Regions from separate parts of the Zea mays genome. Here region 1 is linked to region 2. Evidence: chromatin contacts called from public Hi-C data. All regions are on one chromosome and are shown on one strand. The core of a region is the stretch at or near the end of the contact, and the rest is flanking DNA. Distances in the headings are between cores, read along the strand shown. Region 1 holds the start of LOC103627657 (fimbrin-4). Region 2 holds the start of LOC100277641.

Evidence for each region. Hi-C and Micro-C count contacts between places; a contact is called where the count stands out from the background.
Region 1: a contact with region 2 is called in a Hi-C map of tassel, with 4 times the contacts expected there. The contact joins the promoter of LOC103627657 here to the promoter of LOC100277641 in region 2. A contact is called at or near these places in 9 of 25 Hi-C or Micro-C datasets (bundle sheath, ear, endosperm and 3 more) and 1 of 3 datasets of contacts at active chromatin or transcription factors (leaf).

The regions. Positions count from the first base shown.
Region 1 is chr5:211,665,366-211,668,065 of Zm-B73-REFERENCE-NAM-5.0, reverse strand. It overlaps LOC103627657 (fimbrin-4), which reads right to left and starts at 1,313. Exons shown (of 15, transcript XM_035959267.1): 1 at 1,003-1,313; 2 at 757-884; 3 at 471-641; 4 at 116-366. The coding sequence starts at 843.
Region 2 is chr5:211,441,028-211,443,727 of Zm-B73-REFERENCE-NAM-5.0, reverse strand. It overlaps LOC100277641, which reads right to left and starts at 1,260. Exons shown (of 1, transcript NM_001363575.1): 1 at 706-1,260. The coding sequence starts at 1,155. The coding sequence ends at 955. LOC100279601 reads left to right here. Exons shown (of 6, transcript NM_001152598.1): 6 at 1-305.

The DNA.
Region 1 (2,700 bases), core at 64-2,563, 220 kb before region 2:
ATGAACCATAAATGAACAACCATCAGAAACGTCTAGTCTCAGATAACTTCTGTTTCACGAGAAAAGAGAATGCAGTCTGCTACCAATAATAACTAGAAAAAGAGAATCATCTGACCAGAGCAGAACCCCATCCCGGATGAGATCGAACAGCTGATTTCCAGACGGTTCGATGGGCAAGTACTTCTTCAGGAATGGGTCTTCACGGAGGTAAGTATTGATGTGTGCGACATACGAAGATTTCTCTGCCTGGTTGAGATTGTGCAGCAGCGTAGTGATGCTGGACTTGAGAAACGACGGCTTGCCACCCCTGCCACCGCCGGCACCACCTTCCTTGGCACTCACCTGAGCCTGCAGATTAAGATACTCCTGCAACAACACCGCACCAGATTCCCTAGTCCCGTCAGAACAATTGAGGACAGCAATCCATTCCAGTCGACATTACAATCAGAGAAACACCGCGATGTGTGTACCCGGAGGAAGGATTCGAATTCAATCTCGTGATCGCTATCAGGGTACGACTCCGACAGGAAGGCCGCGATCTCCTCCTCGGAGACCACCTCATTGAGCCCCCTCAGCTTCTTCATCAGCCCCGGCAGGTTCTTAGTGGTGACATGGCCGGAATCTCTCTTCAGAGACACGAACTGCACCACACCACCCGTAAATCAAAATTACACAGTGAACAAACCTGGCGAACAACTGCAGTTTCCGGCGCAGAGGTAGGGGAACGAAGAACCAGCCCGCGGATGCGAACATCACCTTGGCCTTGAGCGATCGGAGCTCGACCTGCGTGAACTGCCCCTGCAGCGAAGGGTCGGACACGACGACCCCGACGAATCCGGACATCCCCGCCGGCCACGGGGCGATTCCACGCGCGCCTGAAGCGGCTGCAAGACGAATCCAGATCAGAGCGGTCACGCGACCTGGATGTAATGGAGCCCCTGAAAAAAGAAGAAGTGAGGAGATGGCGCGTCCCGACGAAGAGACGGCGCGGCGAGGAGATGCCTTCCGGATTGGTGACGGCAATCCCTCACCCTCTCTGGCGCGCGGTTTCCTTGCGCTGGACGGAAAAGGTGAGCAATGGCGTCCTGGTCTCCAGATTTCGTGGGGGCCGAGGCGCAGAGGGGAAGTGGTGGAGACGAGAAGAGGAGGTAAGGGCAGGGTGGGGTCGGTTTCTCGCGTTTGTTTATTCACCTTCCTGTCGCCGAATTAGGTTTCCTCGGGGTTAAGCCATTGGAACCGTTGAAACTGCTGCTGTTTTTCCCACCTTCCTGTCGCCGAATTAGGTTTCCTCGGGGTTAAGCCATTGGAATCGTGGAATCTGCTGCTCTTTTTTTCCACCTTCCTGTATGCAGCAGTACTGTATTGCTTCCAAGCTGACAATTGCGCTCCTCCTGTCAAAAACTGTTCAGGGAACATTTCTATGCTGCTCTTTTTATTCAGGGCTGAATTCAGTAGACCTTTTGTGCATGTGCTAGTGTTCGTGTAGAAGAAATGTTGCCCAGAAAGCAGACTTGCATTAACCATCAAATTCATCACAAAACTCAGGGGTTCGTTCCAAAAAAAACAGGCGCTTTGGTTCATAAACACAGACAGGTTGTACGGAACAAAGGCCCTGAGCAGTTGAAACAATCTGTGTCGTTGGGTCGTTGCTGCAAACAGAGAACAGTTTAGAATTAAAGTTGGTACACAGTTTACAGTTACTGGTGACCCGCGTGTTATTACACAGGGATTCTTCAGAAGCCAAAAGAGTGCACCGGCCAGGGTCCAGGGCCAGCTCTTATCCCAGGTCCAGCGGACCGACAATTCGGCACTTCCCACCGCCTGACAGCGTGTCCTTGCCTCCTTGGCCCTTCAGCCCTTGCGATTTGTGTTGCCGAAAGCGTCACCGGCCTTGGATTGGCGTGTTCCGATTGCGACTTCCAACGCGATACTCTAACTCGTCTACTTCGCGTCGCGTCAGAACGAACATTTCAGCTACTATACCTCGGTTGCACGCGGCATGAGCTGCATGGGCCACAATTCAGCTACTGCCGTCACGCATCAGACATGAAAGGGAAACGTCGGAAACACCTTGGGGTTGGGGAGATCAGATCACAGTAAATTAATAAAGTAGACGGGGACGGCAAACAAGCAACCATCGCATGGACGCATGGTGGCCGGTGGCCCTCGGCGGAGCCTAGCTGACAATTGCGCTCCTCCGATCCTGTCAAAATTGTCTCGCGCTGTCGTTCCCACTTCCCAGCGTCCAGCTAACGCCTTAAACATTCCAGATCGCCAGGCTTGCACGCCGCATGGCGTAAGGCTACTCACAATGGGGATTTCATGTCTCTGTTTCCAAAAATACCACATCAAATTTATGGATGAATGAAATACTCTCTCAATAGAGAGTTTCATCTCACTATTTCATATGTCAACATACTTCTTAAATGCTGCATATAAATGACCAATAGGATTTACTCAATTATATGAAGATGAAACAAAACACTCTCAGTGGAGGTTTCACACATTTTCCAAGATCTTGGAAACGAGTTAACATGGTTTCGTCCCCATGAAACTTTATAAAACTCTTTTTTCTTAAATGATGTGACATGTCATTAAAATAGCTGATATGGCAGACTAATTAATACATAAAACACCTTATAAAACCTCTATTGTGAATAGCCTAAGCGTCCATAAGCCAAATCGCCGTGTGCTCGCGCC
Region 2 (2,700 bases), core at 11-2,510:
CTTCCACTTGGAAGCTAGCATTTTCTATCCGGGTTGGTACCTGATTGGTGGTTGTGACCAAACTTAACTATACCCAATACTGGTGATCCTCGTTTGTTGCAGCATCTCTAGCATTTCGTTTTTCCAGCCCCGAGAAATGCTCTATTGCTCTGTAATTGAAGAGTGGAGAAATGTTAATCTCGATCTTTAGTGCTGCTCGCCTGCTATGGCGCGTGGAACTAAGTTCAGTTAAACCCAGCTATGGGTATTCTTTACCACGAAGGCCTTATTCGGTTATTCCCAATACAGCCTTATTCGGTTATTCCCAATACACATGGATTGGATGTGATTGGAAAAAATTAAGAAGAAGTTTAACTTGTTTGATATTTAAACCCATCCAATCCCACTTAATCTACATGGATTGAGAGCTAACCGAACAAGCCCGAAATATTTCATCTCTTTTATTGAGATTGAGAGAACATACGTACACCTCTCATCAGCTTTGTTGATGGAATGTTCTATGTTTCGTCGGGACGGTTAAGGGGACGGTTAAGAGTAGAACCGTAGAAGATCCTTTTCGGTTGTACGACTCACGTGACACAAACACACAAACACGGTATTTGTCTAGAAATTGGTAGGAAATTCTTTTTTTTTTTTTTGCGGGTATGTTTGGGAGATTTCTATCGCAAATGAACAGAACATGGAACCCAGCAATCCTAATGACGATTGACGAACGAGATCCATCGTCTTTATTCATACAACACACGCCTCAACACAAGGTATACGTCGAACAATGCAGTATGGTACAAAAAGAATAAGCAATAGCACAAGATCACAACGCCCACCAGGGGGAGACAGGGACACAATCAACACAGCCCATGACTGCTACTTCTACTACTAACTAAGGCGAAAACGATCGAACAGGGCTCCGCCTGACCCCGAACCAGCAGCTAGCCACCACGTCGACGGCAGCGCCTACTGCACGAGGCCACCGGCGACGAGGATGAAGAAGACGGCAGAGCAAGCCACGGCCAGGACCGACGCCGCGGCCCCCGCTGCCGCGCCCGTGTCGGGCGCCGGCGCGGGCGGCACGCCCAGGTCCATCTCCTGCGCCGACGCCGCGGCGAACAGCACGGCCGCCACGGCCACGAGCAGCACTGCAACGCGGGACGCCATCGCGAGCAGAGCGACGCGGGAACAAGGACGGCGAGAGTGCGTAGCAGCGGCGGCTAAGCTAAGCGAGGCAGAGTAGGGGGCAAGGCAGTGCGGTGAGACGGGGACGGTATGGGGAGAAGGAGAAGGCGGTGTATATAAGGAGGTGGCGTGGGTTCGCGGGTCACGGTCGCGGCCGCGCGGGCGATCGCTTGGCGACGCGTGGGGTGTCGAGGCGCGACACGTCGGGCGCGCGGATGACGCAGGTGGCGCGGCGTGAGGGTGGGAGGTCTGGCCGTCTCGGTCTGGGTCTCGACGCACGCGCGCGCGCGCGCAACGCGAACGCGGTTCCATTCCATCTCCATCCCACCCACGACCTCGGGTCTGGTGACGCCCACGGCCCACCCGGCGTCGATTGGCGCGCGCGCAACCGCGACGCGTCCCCCGCACGCCGCCACCGCCGACCGACACACCGGCCACGCGACAGACCGATATAATCGGACATGGTACGCAACGTCACGCACGGATGCAGTACGCGTACGCCGTCGCGTGCGTCACCCTCAGGCTCAGCGTAACCAGAATTGGCGACGAGTAATCGCAACTTTTTTAGTTGAGCTCGAGTTGCTAGAGCCTAGAGGCTGTCTGCATGAGTTATCACGTCAGATTTAAGCCGAGATCGCAGGACATAAAAGGGAAAACAAACAGCCTGTAATAAACCCGTAGCTAGCTTAATAACGAGAAATTGGTTTTGAAGAAACTTTGTGAGATACTCTCTTTATACGTGGAATGCTAGATTGGCTATAAGTGACATATACAACGCTAGCATATAAAAAAAATCACTCGCCATGACCGCTCCTTTTTTTTTCTTTCTTTCTCCCTTGACAAAACATGGACGCTCGTGTTGATTGTTCCTTGTTGCCGACTCGATCGTAATACCGTATTGCCTACGTTCTCGTGGGGGGTCAATAATGGCAGCTGCCGTACACGTACAGATCGGTACGTGCGCGCGCGCGCGTACACCTGCCCAGAGCCGGCCGGACGCAGTTTAAGCCAGCGCAGTACACATGCGGCGTAGGGTGACGGAAGAGGGTCGACTCGACTACGGCTACGGCTACGGGCAGCAGTGCAAACAGGGCCACGTACCACGTACCGTAGGTTTCCTTCCACAAAGGAAAAAAGGAAAGAAGTCTTCAAATTTACTTCACGAACGCTTTGGTTGCAAGCGCGGTATCCGCCAGGCGTGCCGTGTGGAAGATGGCAGGCAGGTATATGCGGTGTATATGTTCGTCGACAGGGACCGAGGGATCGGAGATCAAATCAACTCACGTTCCAGGCTGAAATAAAGAAAATTGGCCAGACGGGAAGCTTCTAGGTGCACCTGGAGAAGAGTTACTGGCCGATCCCGGCAGAATTCCGAGGACATGTGTGCGTTTTCTGCGCCTACGCGGAGCGGATCACGGTGTTCCAAAACGTAAGGGCGTGCGTGTCAGGTATTCCGACGACGTCGTGGTAGTAGGAGAGTATGAACAAGGTGGCAAGCCGCAGCCACAACATGCAGCCAGATGGGCG